3 separate regions of the Hordeum vulgare genome follow, and regions 2 and 3 are each linked to region 1. The links are chromatin contacts, called in public Hi-C maps. All regions are on one chromosome and are shown on one strand. The core of a region is the stretch at or near the end of the contact, and the rest is flanking DNA. Distances in the headings are between cores, read along the strand shown.

What was found. Hi-C and Micro-C count contacts between places; a contact is called where the count stands out from the background.
Region 2: a Hi-C map of seedling shows a contact between it and region 1, with 2.7 times the contacts expected there. The contact joins the promoter of LOC123442835 here to the promoter of LOC123442844 in region 1. A contact is called at or near these places in 2 of 6 Hi-C or Micro-C datasets (leaf and seedling) and 1 of 1 datasets of contacts at active chromatin or transcription factors (embryo).
Region 3: a Hi-C map of leaf shows a contact between it and region 1, with 4 times the contacts expected there. The contact joins the enhancer-like site here to the promoter of LOC123442844 in region 1. A contact is called at or near these places in 3 of 6 Hi-C or Micro-C datasets (leaf and seedling) and 1 of 1 datasets of contacts at active chromatin or transcription factors (embryo).

Annotation. Positions count from the first base shown.
Region 1 is chr3H:37,437,904-37,443,040 of MorexV3_pseudomolecules_assembly, reverse strand. LOC123442844 reads right to left here and starts at 2,617. Exons shown (of 1, transcript XM_045119005.1): 1 at 1,331-2,617. The coding sequence starts at 2,473. The coding sequence ends at 1,544. It also overlaps the pseudogene LOC123442842.
Region 2 is chr3H:37,184,421-37,189,557 of MorexV3_pseudomolecules_assembly, reverse strand. LOC123442835 (alpha-ketoglutarate-dependent dioxygenase alkB homolog 6) reads left to right here and starts at 2,850. Exons shown (of 7, transcript XM_045118992.1): 1 at 2,850-3,052; 2 at 3,177-3,237; 3 at 3,355-3,393; 4 at 4,283-4,395; 5 at 4,489-4,744; 6 at 4,852-4,898; 7 at 4,972-5,137. The coding sequence starts at 2,888. LOC123442839 (probable staphylococcal-like nuclease CAN1) reads left to right here. Exons shown (of 5, transcript XM_045119002.1): 5 at 1-34.
Region 3 is chr3H:37,648,213-37,653,349 of MorexV3_pseudomolecules_assembly, reverse strand. No RefSeq gene overlaps it. Among protein-coding and RNA genes, the nearest start is that of LOC123439451, 49 kb to the left of the region's middle. Within about 2 kb of position 3,084, at least 2 of the 3 cell types and tissues checked have open chromatin away from gene starts, as enhancers often do. A contact at or near this core is called in leaf, where this site is marked.

The DNA of each region.
Region 1 (5,137 bases), core at 1,368-3,867:
TGTTCAGTCCACAGTAATGCCCTGTGAGCTGGTGGAGAAAGCTGTTTTTGGCCTCCTGGACATCTGCCAGCGTTTGCTTCCTTATAAGGAGAATCTCGTGGATGACTTACTGAGGTCGCTTCAGTTAATCTTGAAACTTGATGCTCGTGTGGCTGATGCGTATTGCGAGAGTATCACCCAGAAGGTCGCATGCCTTGTCAAGGATAATGCAACACATATCAAGTCTCAGATGGGTTGGCAAACTATCATTTCCTTAATCTGTGTCACTGCTCATCATCCAGATGCTTCCGACGCTGGTTTCGAAGCCCTGGTTTACATCATGTTTGAAGGGGCACACATCTCGCCTGCCAACTTCGTCCTCTTCATGGAGGCCTCGAGGCAGTTTGCAGAGTCTCGGCTTGGGTCTGCTGAAAGATCTATCCATGCTTTGAACCTAATGGCGGAATCAGTGAATTGCCTTGCACACTGGTCACATGAGGTTAAGGAAGCTGGTGGAGACGCCGAAAGGATGTTGGAAGGAATCACTGAGATGTGGCTGCGGCTAGTGCAGGCGCTGCGAAAGGTGTGTACAGATCAGAGAGAAGAGGTGAGGGATCATGCTCTGGTATTGTTGCACAGATGCATAGTAGTCGATGGAATGTCGGTTCCATCTTCGGCCTGGTTGATGTCATTCGACATTGTCTTCCAGTTGCTCGACGAATTGTTAGAGATTGCGCAGAATTTCTCGCCAAAGCATTTCAGAAACATGGAAGCTTCCCTCTTGCATGCTGTAAAGCTGTTATCCAAACTATCCTTGCAGTCACTCAACGATCTTTCGGCGCACAGCGGTTTCAGTAAGCTGTGGGTGGAGGTACTGGACATGGCAGAGAAGCTCATGAAAGCCAAAGTAAGAGGGGGCAGCAGGACTGAGAGGTTGCAAGAGACTGCCACAGAGCTACTCAAGAACATGCTGCTGGTGATGAAAGCGAGCGGGGTCTTATCGAGGACGAGCGCCGGCGGGGAGAGCAGTTTGTGGGAAGCAACATGGCTTCACGTTAACAAGATGGCGCCTTCGCTTCAGTCGGTAGTTTTCCCTGATTATGATGATGCAGTACAAGGTGCACAAAGCAAGCTGGATATCCCAGCAGTTTCTGAGGGGAGGTTGGTCCCAGTTTAGATGAACAAACTGTACTACTGGATATAATTATGTATTTGTAGGTTATAGTTAGAAGCAGATGATTTCGAATGTAGTACTACCAGTATACTTTTTGTTATAAATAACTTGGATTTCATATAGTACTAGTCAAATCCATGGTCAAGTTTGAGTAAAATGTGAGGGGGCACTTGCAGATCACAAGGAACGAAACTGATACATGATCAATTTCATGTTACAAACGTTGAACTGGTAGTAGTACTGCAGTACTTAATCTCGAGCAGCTAACTAGAAAGCTAACTGAACGACTCTGTTAGGTAGACGAACTAGTAGTGGTACTTGATCTGCTTCAGCAGTTGTAGAAGCAGCAAAATGCACGAGGAATCGCATACTTGCTGCTCGATCTTGACTTCACTCCAAGGAAATCCGGGAGAAGGGCCGCCCGAGTCTCGGCGTCCCGATGCGGCTGCGCACCCTGGCCATCGCCATGGCCGCCTCCACGGAGCGGTCTGCCCCCGCCAGCAGAGACCCGGAGCTGGCGGTGTGCCGCTTGCACGCCAGGGCCCGGCGCTTGTGCCGGTACGCGCGGCCGACGGCGCCCCAGCCGTGGGAGTGGGACGCGGCCTCCCCGTCCGCGTCGCCGTCGCCGTCCCCGGCCTGGTCGACGCCGGAGCTCCCCGCGCGCTTCCTCTTGGCGCCGGGCGCGGTGGCGACGGAGTAGCTGCCCTGGCCCACGCAATGCGCGGCCGAGAAGGGCGCAGGGGCCGGAGCGGCGTCGACGTCCATGGCGACGTCGAGCTGGAGCACCTTCAAGAAGATGTCGAGGTCGGCTCCCGGGCCGGCTAGGCGCTCGAGCGCTTCGACGGCGTCGGTGAGGCGGTCGACCTCCGCGCTGCAGACGAAGAGGGACTTGAGGCCGGCGAGGAACTTCTTGGCCGAGCCGACGACGGCGGAGGGGTTGGTGGTGGCGTCGAGCACCTCCTGCCCCCGCAGCGCCTCCTTCCGCAGCAGCTGCAGCCAGCGGTGGAGGGAGCTGCCCCGCACCGCCGCCCGGGCCTCGGCGGCGTCCGCCACCCCCCGCACCATCGCCACCAGCTGCCGCAGCCGGCGCCGGCGCTGGCTCACCCGGGAGTTGCCGCCCCAGTTGGCCTTGAGGTAGCTGATGAACTCGCCCATGAGGGGCGACTCGAGGATCTTCATCGCGGCTCCTGTCCCCTCGCGCGAACGCCGAGCAAGACCAGACGCCGGCGGCGGCGAGGATCGAGGAAGAACAAGGGTTTGTGTGCGGAGGTGAGATGTGGAGGTGGTGGTGGTGGTGGCAGCAGCGGAGGTGAGTGGCATTGAACAACGGAGCTCCTCGGAGACAGTGTGCAGTGTCAGATAAAGCTACCGTAGTAGACCGAGAGTGAGCAGTGTGACATTGGCAGCGTGCGTCCCATGGCCATGTGTGCATGCACTGGACCAAGACCAACCCAGTTTTCTTACCCGTGGTCAGGGCCTCACGGGCGAGCCCCTGTCGAGTGTCAACCGTTGGATTCGGGATCGGAAGGGCGGCATCCAGTGTTGAACGGGATGACTGTGCAGGTGACCGGGAAGTGAGACGCAGGGATAGATTAAGAAGGACGGCTTTGTCGATCAGGGTCCTAGCGACTAGCTCGGATGTAATCCAGTCGAGGTTGAATCAGGTTGTTTATTTACGATCAATAGCTTGAACAACATACATTATTTGGATCCTCATGTGGCAATCGTGGCTGATTGCAAAGTTCTAGTGTTGGAGTTCCGAAGCATTTCTCTCAAACATTGCTATGATGAGGTAAATCAAGTGGCGAATGAGCTAGCAAGGAATTATTTTATCAATATATCCTCTAGTTCTTTGGAATATGTGATTCCATATTTTATTTCTCATTCTCTTGTAAACGACATATCTATTATTTAAAAAATAAAGTCTCTTACCTGTTAAAAAAAGATAAATTAAGAAGGAGAGTACTCTCGAGTAGGGCCTTCTTAGAGCTCGGCCTTCATGCGAACCTTTATTTTGAAAATTTTAAATTTAATTATTTCGGTTTCAAACTAACCCTAGAAAAAATAAAAATATACAAGGATGAAATGTGTATGTGTGTAAAAATTCAGGACGAAATGTCTTGGGATGCGATCTCTGCAAAAAGCTGTAGATTTGTCTTTTTTACACAGCTCTCATTTCAACGTATTTCGTCGTGAAAATTTACACACATGTATATTATGCCTCCATGTATATGTCTATTTTTTTTAATACTTTTTGAAATGTAAAAACATGAACTTTGATGAATTTTGGATTCCAAACAGCATTTTCAGGTACTCTCGTGTTGTCCTGTCAAGAGGCTTAATAGGGCAAGGCGAGATCGAATATTGCTTTTGGCTCCCGAGCTCATTGGAGGCCTTTAAATTCAAACTTGAAATTTAGTGAAAATTTGTATTTTAATGTTTCAAAAATTCTGAAAAAAATACATAGATAAATAAAGGTATAATACAGAAGTGTGTAAATTTTGAAAACAAAATACGTTGAAATGAGGGCTGTGCAAAAAGACAAATCTGAGACTGTTTAACACATGTTACTATTCATCATTTCAGACCATGAATTTATCTTTTTTGTACAGATCACGTTTTAAAGTATTTTGACCTGAAATTTTACACACATGTCGGTTACATCCTTACATACATGCATATTTTTTTTCAGAATTTTTTGAACCATAAAAATTTAAATTTAAAATTTTAAAAAATAAAGGCCTCCATGGTTCCCGAGAGCCAAAACGCCATTCTCAAGGCGAGATGGCTTTCCTTATCAACCGGTGCGCATCGGGTTCACGTCGTACTCACATCCCCGGCTTTGGCATGCAGAGATCGGTGAGTAGCCTTTTGCACTGTCTCGCTTCCATCTGTGCGAGCAAGTTAGTTGGAGACTCATGTGCGGCCAACTCCAACGCTCGATCTTAAATGGATATCCGTTTTGTTTAAAATTCTTCTATTTGATTATGATAATGGGGTGACGTTCGACCGTTTTTTGGATGCGCAGACCGTACGCCCAACGTACGAACGCATCTTGTCCGACTGCATGCAAAATAAACCTCATGTCAACGACCATAGTTCGACAGACGGTCATAGTTCATGCCGGCAACAAAGCCAATGTCTCGCACACTAGTCAACCTTAAAAAAGAGAATTCTATTTCCATGCCCCTCGTTCCTTAGTTCTCCTCTGTTTTGCCCCACCTATATCTTATTGTGCTCTCTTTCCCCCTCCTCTACTCGCCGGCGCCTCACAAGAGGCCAAACGGGACCTTGTCGTCGGGTCAAAGCCTTTAATTGTCACATCGCCGTTGCTGACGCGTGGGACCGCCATGTGAGGCTGCATGCATTCACATCAGCGTTGTTCACGCGTGGGACCACCATGTAAGGCTGCATGCATTCGCATCGCATGCTGCTGACGTGTGGGACTGCCATGTAAGGTTGCATGCATTCGTGTCGTCATGTAAGGCTGTATGCATTTGTTGGGGGACGTTGCATGGGAAACAAAAAATTTCCTATGCACACAAAGACCTATCATGGTTATGTCCATCTACGAGAGGAGATTAGATCTACGTATCCCTGTAGATCGCTAAGCGGGAAGCGTTAAGAAACGCGGTTGATGTAGTGGTATAGCTTCGTGATTCAAATAACCGTCGTCCCACGATCCGTTCCGATCTAGCGCCGAACGGACGGCAACTCCGCGTTCAACACACGTACAGCTCGATGACGATCTCGGCCTTCTTGATCCAGCAAGAGAGACGGAGAAGTAGATGAGTTCTTCGACAGCGTGACGGCGCTTCAGTGGTGGTGATGATCTACTCCTGCAGGGCTCCGCCCGAGCTCCGCAGAAATCCGATCTAGAGGCAAAACTATGTAAAATAGGTTTGAGTTGCACGTGGCAAAGTTATGTCTCAAAAACCCTAAAACCACCAATATATATAGGAGGAGGGGAGGGGCTAGCCTTGG
Region 2 (5,137 bases), core at 1,601-4,100, 250 kb after region 1:
GGGCTGTTGATGATGTTGTTTCTAGACAGGAAAAGCCGATTCGTAGGCTGTGGTTGAGTTCAATTTTTAGAACATAAATACACATATAGATAGATGAAGGTATAATAGATAAGTGTGTAAATTTTTAGAAACGAAATATTTTGAAATGAAGGCTGTGCAAAAAAGACAAATCTGAGACTTTTTAACACATGTTACTATTCATCATTTTAAACCATCAATTTGTCTTCTTTGTACATGCCGCGTTTCAAAGTATTTCGACCTGAATTTTTGTGCACACACAGATCTAACCCTTGTTTAATTTTATATTTTTCAGATTTTTTGAAACTAAGTTTTTTGAATTTTGATTATTTCAAAAAATTTGGCCTCCATATAGGCCGAGCTCCAAAACACCATTCTTGAATGAATTTAACTTTTTCCTCTATAGTTGTGCATGTGTGACACATATTATCCCATTTAGAGGACTTCTATAGAAATATCAGATTTTGAAGACTTTTAAGACGGTTTTATCTAATTTTCCAATTTCCTTATTTATATTAGATAGGATCGGTATGTAGCTTTATTCTATAAAAATGTGTGATGATCGGAAGGCACAATTGACGATCATATTTTGTTGTGCATTAATTTCATTCCTCCTTGTCATTCGGATATATTTAGACCCACACATCACCTCACACCTTGTCTAATGGACACACATTAAAAAATGAGAGTTCAAAGCTTGTAAAGGAGATATTCTAGACGAATTTCCACTCAACAGGATAATTAGTATCACCAATGCATATTTAGAAGGTAAAATATGGAATTCACTCTTTTAACATGGTTCCTCTTACCTATATGAGGTCAGAGCATCTACAACCACAGATGGAAAAGTTTGGTGCCTTATATGTTTGTAGCGTCCGGACGAATTCGCTTTGAGCCATTATTTATCTGACGATATCCCATGTATCGTCTGGGCACACGTATGTGATTGGTAGGGATGGATAGAAAAGAGAGAAAAAAAGAACAAATAAAGAGAAAAAAGATGGGTTGAGCTGGACCAAATCCGATGTGATGGAATACCCACACATCCTCGTCTCCTGTCCACTTATGGTTTGGGTTTATGGACAATCAGAATATATGAGAACCAAATAAGGACACTGGTTGTGTGTCATTTGTTTTTTATCTTCTCTCCCTGTCTAGGTTGTCCACTCGGACATACAACAACAATTTTAGGGGCCAATTTGTGGATGCTCTAAGAGTACCAAAGTTCATTAAAACAATTGGCTCTAATAACATGTCGGTCAAGCGTATTAGCACATTTATAATAACCGGAATACTTTACGCCTAAGGCACAGTTGGGGGGGGGGGACCTTTTCGATGCGTAGCTCGACTCAATTATATCCAACACTTGTTAGAAGCCGAGGTAGTTTAGGTCGCCTCGGATGCGGCCCAACATTAGAACTTGACTACAAAAGATGATTTCGTCTAACCAATTTTCAAGACAGACAGCCGAAAACGAAGGATAGCTCGGGTAAACCGAGGTGCGTTCAGACTTGAACATCAGTTGAGTGGCTACCGACGGTGTCCCAGGCCTCTCACCACGTCGTCTTCTAGCCTGGTGGGTTGGACCGATGACCCCCACTTTTGGCTTCGGAGTGGGCCGCATCGGGCGGCCCATGACGCGACGAAAGGATCCAAAAGAATTGATGTATACTACAAGAAGCTCGATTCGTAGAAGACTCATTTTCCTCGCACATGCCGACTATGGTAATGTAACCCTCCCCCCTTCCCAGGTATCTATGTAAACCAAGGGGTTAGGCTCGTAGGGGACACGTTACCATCTTTGAGCAGTTACATGTACTCTCTTCTTACTTCAGCATACTAAACACAAGCAAAAACATAAGGTATTATCTCGTCGGAGAGACCATTGGTAAAATATTGTGTCCCTCGTATCTTCCTGCCTAGACGCTTAGCTTGGGATCTCAACCTTGAGATATGTCGGATTTAGCTCCGTCACATATGACCCGACACGGCACGACACACATAAAAAAGGTTTGGCACGACACGACACATGCTACCCTTTCTAATCGTGTTGTGCTGGCCTGAAGGCCTCAACTCGGGGATCGGCCTAGCAAACGGTGTAAAAAGGCCGACACGGTCCAACAAACCCGTGGGCCGACCTTCTGGGTCGTTTTGACATTTTGGGTCTTCCATGTTTTAATATTCTATAGTAAAAATACAAAATATTAAGAAAAATAATTGAAATACTCCCTTCGTTTTTTTGGGATCCGCATATAAGATTTGGTCAAAGTCAAACTTCATGAACTTTGACTAAATTTATAAAACAAAATATGAACATTTATGATATGAAATCAATATTACTAGACGCATAATGATATTAATTTTCATAACATATATGTTTAGTATTATAGATGTTGATATATTTTGATATATATTTGGTCAAACTTTGTATCACTTGACTTTGACCAAATCTTATATGCAGACTAAAAAAACAGAGGGAGTACAGACTAATCCAAAATAATAATATAAAATACATAAGAATCTAGTAAACTAAAGAAATACATACAAATCTAAAAATTTAAAATCTAGAAAATCCAAAAATATATACAAATATAACAAGAATTAGAAAAAATACAGATATTTTTTAGACCAAAAAAATACAGAAAAATGTAAAAGCAATGCGTGCCGGGCCGGCCTTAAGGCTTGACTTCAGGGATGTGTGTTATCCATGGCGGGCCGAAGGCCACCCCGGCCCTTTTTATTCGCGTGCCGTGCCGGGCCAAAAGCCATACCCGCGGGCTGGTCTTAAAAGCACGGCCTGTATGACCAGGCTTGCCCTTAACCCAATGCTTTCCGGGAAGTAGCACGAGCATCCTCAGCCGAAGCAGCAATGGAGGAAAAGGCGAGCCAGAAAGCGGCGGGGGAGGAGAACCCCTCGCCGTCGCCGGGGCTGTGCCTGAGGATCCCCGGGGACTACGCCGTCGGCTCCATCCCCACGGTGCTATACGTCCCCGACTTCATCTCCCAGGCCGAGCAGGCCCAGCTCCTCCACCATGTACCGGACGAATCCTCTTCTTTCTCTATTCTACCACTCGCCCGATCCCCTACTTTTGGTTTCGAATTTCTCCTGTCTTGCTCGTGTGGTTTGAGGCTCTCTCTGGCGGCGGCTTCCGTTGCAGATATACCAAGCGCCGGCGCCCAAGTGGAAGGTTTTGAAGAACCGGCGGCTCCAGAACTGGGGTGCGTGTCGCCGGCTGCAGCCCCTGCCTGAATCCCTGCTTGGAAATTTGCGATATCCTTTTCTTTTCTTCTCTCGGCTCTGGGAAAGTGTTGATTTGGTCGACCTGTGCTGTGCAGGAGGAGTGGTGCACGAGAAGGGGCTGCTGCCGCAGGCATGTGAGTGTTCATCAACATTGTAGTGCTTAGCACAATTTTGTGGATTCTGTGTCATGATGATCAGGCATGCTTTACATAGCTCAACTGCCCCTACTTCAGGGATTCGTTCCTCCATAATTTGGTTGCGGTTAGAAAAAATTGGCTGCGATAAGCTTGCTAACATAGTTTGGCTGCCCTCTCTAGAATCCTTACGAATGACGAAATTTCCATCAGAGTTTGTGGTAGAGACATGTAAATAGATCTTGTGTGCTCAGTTAAATAAATTGCAAAAGCAATATGCATTGTCTTATGTTCTCTTTTCTAGTAGTGAAACATAAATGTTTGTATTTTATTTCTGAGAAACAACTGCACCGGGCTATTCATTGTCAATGAGAGAGCTGGGAAGATCTCAACTCTGGGAGGTTAGAGAGATAGGAAACACGGAAAAGGAAGGCAAGAAAAAGAGGGGATGTACATGAGGGCAAAGAGCAAAATAACAGTAGCTTCCCGGGATGAGATGCTCGATCAGCGACCATGCCGCCAGCCGGTGCCACATATCGTTCGTGTAGGGGCATTGCACAAGCATGTGATCCCCAACAACAGATTGTTCCTTTGTGATCCCCAACAACAGATTGCTTGCGCTTTTTGTGTACATTACTGTTTTTTGTTTATTGCATCATAAGCATCGATCTCATGTTTTCATGCAATTTTCTAGCTGGTATTTATGCATGCTTCCTGTTGTACAAAAGACAAAAAAAGTGTTTTCTCAGGAATTAGAAATATGATGAGTACTTAAAATTACAAACATTGTGCATTTTATTTTCTTAGTTAGGCAGTCATCAGTTTTTCTTAGTTAGGTAGTCATCAGTTTTTTATCATTGAAATTATGTTCATTTGTCTAATATTGCAGTACCTCCATGGCTTACAAAGATAACTGACAGAATCTGCCAGTGGACTGGTTTATTTCCTTCAGCTATCAATCATGTTCTGATTAATGAGTATCATCCTAATCAAGGGATCATGGTCAGTAATCATCAGCTCCATATTGTTCATTTCATTGGTACATCTTTTATTGGTTTGCGCTTCACTGAAGTACAATAACACTGCACCTTTCAGCCACACCAAGATGGTCCTGCCTATTTTCCTGTTGTCGCTATCATATCCCTTGCTTCACCAGTTGTGCTTGATTTCACACCCCATGGAAAGCTCAGAGGGCTCGAACATACAAATGTCCAGAATATACAAGCTGATGAGCTGCAGGAGAGTAATGGTTCCTATAAGGTTGAAGGCACGAAGGAAGCTGGTCCTGCTTCTTCGTCACTTCTACTAATGCACTGCAGCCTGTTAATATTCAAAGATCAGGCTTATACAGGTTAGCCCCGTAGTTTCTTTCCTGAATTAGCTAGATAAAAACCTCTTCAGATTATTATTTTTGGCAAAACCAGGCCTTAGTTATTTATATTTTCATGATATTTGCAGACTTCCTACATGGTATACAAGACAATGAGCTGCATAACCTAGACAAGGTGAAACTTTTTCCCATTGCAAAGCACTCAGAATATGAGCAGACTAACAATCTGTGTCATTTGCATTCTACAGGTTGCAAATATCTTGCAGTGCCCACAATTCAAGCATCTAAGCCATGATTACAGCCCAGGCAAAGCAGATAGCAGTGCTAGCTCTGATCCAAGTGTCACGTTCCGCAGGACCACGACAAGAGTCTCGTTGACGTGCCGGCTAGTGTTGAATGTACACAGTAAGCTGT
Region 3 (5,137 bases), core at 1,835-4,334, 210 kb before region 1:
ACCACCTGGATTCGCCAGCTACAAGGTCGCATGCCAAGTTGTGGGGCAAATTCATGGCATCAACAGCTTCTGCAAGGCTTGGACACAATCGGCCACCCCCCGCGCCAAAATTTGGTGCAATGGAAGCGACGCGGGATGGCGAAGCTTTTGGGCAGCACAGGGCAACCGGAGGTAGCAAGAATGGGTGATGATTTGCGTCGGCGACGGCGACGGGTAGAGGATGCTCGAGCGGAAGTGAGCTGAAATGTGTTCACGCCAAAGAAAGGACGAGCCACCAAAATCGGTCAAAATATCGTAAATACGAGGAATTGGGCTCGCAAAAACAAGATTTCACAAAAACAAAATCTGAAAGTCTCCTTCACCCGGCAAACTGACGGTTATTTTACGTGTGACAACACATGATCCTAGCACGCGCCCTGTTTCTCATCAACCGGTGCCCCATTCCGGCGCGATCTCGTTTGTCATTCATGTACCCCCCCTCGGTGTGCACCTCCACCTACCGATGTCTCTGCCGATCTTCTTTCTCGGCCCTTCTACTGGACGCATTCTGCGTCCAATTGGGTACCTTCGCACAGGCAAGCCACTTGGTCGCCACCGCTAGCAAGGCGACTCGGCTCGCCTAGGTAACCAGCTCGTTTTTTTCGCTTTTTATATATTTATTTCCTTTTTTTGTCTTATTCTTTATTTTCTTTTGTGCCTCCCTTTCTCTTTTTCCTAAAAGGTTTTATGTTTTGAATTTTTTTGAGTTTCTGAAACTTAATCAGCTGTTGTATTTACAGGCAAAAATAATAATTTTTTTTTGAATTTCCAAAAATACAACAAATTTGAAAACAGGAGCATTTTAAAGCATAAAATATTTTTCTAAAAAGTACATTTCGAAATATTTGTAAAAACAATTTGAAGCTGGAACATTTTTTCAACTTATGTATACTTTTTGAAGCATGAACATTTTTTGAACTTACATACATTTTTTGGAAAGGTAAACATGTTTTAGAAAATGAAGAACATTTTATAAAATTCCTGAACATTTTTAAATCATGAACATTTTTAGAATTGGTGAAAAAATTTGGACAACTTTAAAATTGGTGAACAAACGTTTTAAAAAGAGAAACATTTTACGTAAAACAAGAATTTTTTTTATAAAAGTTTGAAAACAAGAACATTAAAAAAAAATCAAACAATTTCTGAAAAAATAACATTTTTTGTAATATGTAAACAATTTTTGAAACGGAAACATTTTTTCAACTTATGTACACTTTCTGAAACACAGATATTTTTTGAACTGATGTACACTTTTTGAAAAGGCAAACATTTTTTAGAAAAACAAGATTAATTTTTAAAGTTCCCAAAGATTTTCAGATCATGAACAATTTTAGAATTGGTGAAAAAAATTGGAACAAGTTCTCAATTTGTGAACAAATTTAAAAAAGAGACATTTTTCGTATAACAGTAACATTTTTAATAAAAATGTGAAAACAAGAACTTTTTTTGAAAATTGTGACAAATCTATGAAAAAAGGAACATTTTTTAAATTTTGTAAACAATTTTTGAAGCGGGGACATTTTTTCAACTTATGTACACTTTTTGAAACATGAACATATTATGAACTTACGTATATTTTTTTAAAAGGTAAATATATTTTAGAAAATGAAGAACATTTTACAATTGGACAACTAAATTGAACACCTTTTCAATTGGCGAACAAAATTCTAAAAAAGAGAAACATTTTACGTAAAACAGGAACAATTTTTATAAAAGTGTGAAAACAAGAACATTTCTTAAAATATCGAATAATTTATTAAAAAAACGCTTTTTGAAATTTGTAAACAATTTTTGAAGCGGGATCTTTTTTAAACTTATATACACTTTTTGAAACACCGGCATTTTTTGAACTCTCGTACACTTTTTGAAAAGGCAAACATTTTTTAGAAAATAAGAACAATTTTTAAAATTCCCAAGCATTTTCAAATCATGAACTTTTTTAGAATTGGTGAACAAAATTGGAACAAGTATTCAACTTTTGAACAACTTTTTAAAAAAGAGACATTTTTGATATAACAGTAATTGTTTTTATAAAAATGTGGAAACAAGAACATTTTTTGAAAATTGTGACCAATTTATGAAAAAAGGAACATTTTCTGAAATTTGTAATGTAATTTTGAAGTGGGAACAAATATTCAACTTATGTACACTTTTTGAAAAATACAAACGTTTTTTGATCTTAATTAATTTTTTTGAAACAGAAGACATATTTATAAAATGAAGAACATTTTTTAAGTTTCACGAGCATTTTCAAATCATGAACATTTTTTGAATTGGTGAACAAAACTTAGAAAAACAATTTCTGAACAAAAATTATATAAGAGAAACATTTTTTGTAAAACAGGAGCATTTTTTTATAAAAAATTGAAAGCAAGACCATTTTTTGAAAACTCTGACCAATCTATGAAAAAAACACTTTTTAAAAATACCTAAAGTTTTCTAATATGAGATTTTTTTTTGAAAGATGATCATTTAAAAAAATTAAACACATAAAAAAAAGAAAACTTGTTACGAATTAAAGCAATGAAAACAGGAACTGTCACAATAACATTTTTGAAAAGTGGAACATTGTTCTAAAGTCGTGAACATTTTTTGAAAATGGAGGAACATTTTTTTACAATCCCAAATAGTTTTTGAAATTATGAATGTTTTTTAAAAACAGAAATGTTTTAAATTTAGAACATTTTTATAAAAACAGCAATATTTGCTAAATTTCAAAAACAGTTTTCAAACATGAACTTAGTTTTAGAAAATAAGCATAGAAAAGAAAGAACAAAATGAAAGATAGACAGAAAAACGAAAAAAGAAAAACAATGGATAAAATGAAACAGAAAAAGGACAAAAAAAATAAAAAAAGTGAAACTGCCTGCAGAGAAAATGGGCCGGCCTAGTTGAACTCGCCCCTGTGGGTTTGTCCGACTATTTGACTCGAAGAGCGTTAAATATGGTTTTCCATTCTTTTTCTCCTACACGCGCAGGGGCAAACCGTACAGGGGACCAACCGGGCCACGGCCCGACCTTTTTCCTGGATTTGCACTTAAGTTTTGCTATGAATCTGGTCCAGTAACAATCGATGGCCCACTCGGCAAGCTGTTGACCAGTCCTTGACCTGTTCATTTCATTCCACGGTCTGCCACTGCATAGGCCATGATTCGTAATTGCTACCCTTAGCGGCAAAATTCATTGTGTTGACCCTTCCGTATAGTTAAGCCGGATCTAACCTTAGTGAAGAATTTTTTTTAGATCCGACTCTTTTGCTACCGTCGTACCATTTAACGGTGGGTATAACAACCTATCGTGATGTCTCTGGTCATTTTTCTACCGTCAAACCTCGGTGATAGATTGTCATACTGCATCGTTAAAGAGTCCGACGATACCAAAAGAGTCAGATCCGAAAAAAATCACCGACATCGCATTCGGCCTAACTATACGAAAAGGGTCAAAACAGTGAATTTGGCCCATGTAGCTGAGTACGTACTACGCGTAACGTGCCCTGTCATCACACGTTGTTCGTTCCGCCGCAGCGCTCGAGCTTGGTAATCGGAGGCGACTGACGCGCGCTTCCACTTGGGGCCGGCCTCGGGTGCAATGCAATGTATTGGGCGGGCGCCATATGATCCGTGGAATCGGCGCCGATCTCGGCTCACGGGGGATGCTCCCCGTCAAGCCTACCGCCTCCTTAAACTGCTGGGTACAAACAAACATTTTCTAGCCACTACTGGAGTATACTACTGCACAAAGTTTTTTACTGTAACCCTGTGGAGTACTGGAGGAGCAGTAGTACGAAGAGCACAAACTAACATCCCGGCGAATGGTCGGCGACTCTTGGCTTTGTTGACTTCGATCGTCCCCAAGTGATTCACCGGAAGAGAAAAACAGATGGAAACGGACAAAGTTAGGGTGGTATAGCTGCTGACTTCCTCGTGCCGAGCCCTCCTATCCCCGAATTGTTTGATCCTGATAGTTTCATGTAAACAAAGCACGTCACGTGTTGGGCTATTTCTTTAACACAATACACACAAAGCCAAGAGTAGATCGCTACGTTATATGTGAAATCAAAAAAAAATTCTACGCACACGTGAGATCTATCCATAAAGATGCGTAGTTATGAGAGTGAGAGTGTGTCTACATATCCTTGTAGATCGCTACGCGAAAGCGTCAAAAATGTGGTTGATGTAGTCGTATGTCTTCATGATCCAATCGCGATCCATAACGATCAAGCGCCGAACATACGACATCTCAGCATTCAGCACACGTGCGGCTCGATGACGTGTGATACTTGTGATCTGCGTTGTGTTTTACATGAAAAGGGGCGGGTAATTGCAGCACAATACATGTAAGTATTTTTCTCAGCTAAGAAACCAAAGTTTATCGAACCAATAGGAATATCAATCCTCAACCATTTTCATCGGTTGAAAGAGCAAACAACTTTCATCCAACGCGGGCAAGAAGGTCGCCAATCCCCTTGATCTCGTTATTTGCAAGTAGAAGAGGTGGGTGGATAATTATAGAGAATTGTAAATTGCAAAATAAAATAAAAGATAAATAAGCACAACAAGGAAAATATAAGTTTTGTGAATATATAAGTGAATAGACCCGGGGGCCATAGTGTTCTCTAATGGCATCTCTCATGAAAGCAACATATGGTGGGTAAATAAATTATTGTTATGCAATTGACAAAAAACGAATAGTTATGCGATGTTCACAACAATGATCATATGTATATAAGCATCACATACATAAACAAATAGGCCAACTGTTGCATGCACCTACTACTATTACTCCACTTCAACAACGCTTATATGCTTGCCTCTATACGTATTAAGTTCATGACAAACAGAGTAATGCTTGGAGATCGATGACATGACGTAGACAAAGTAAACTCAAACAATATGAATAAACCCCATAGTTTTACCCTTAGTGGCAACAACACAAAGACGCATCTTGTCTCCTTCTGTCACTAGGATATATAAACTCATCAGGTTGAACCAACTACAACGTACCTGAAAGGACGTGGATGTCGCCTAGAGGGGGTGAATAGGCGCTTTAAAGTAATTACGATTTAGGCTTGAACAAATGCGTAATAAAACTAACA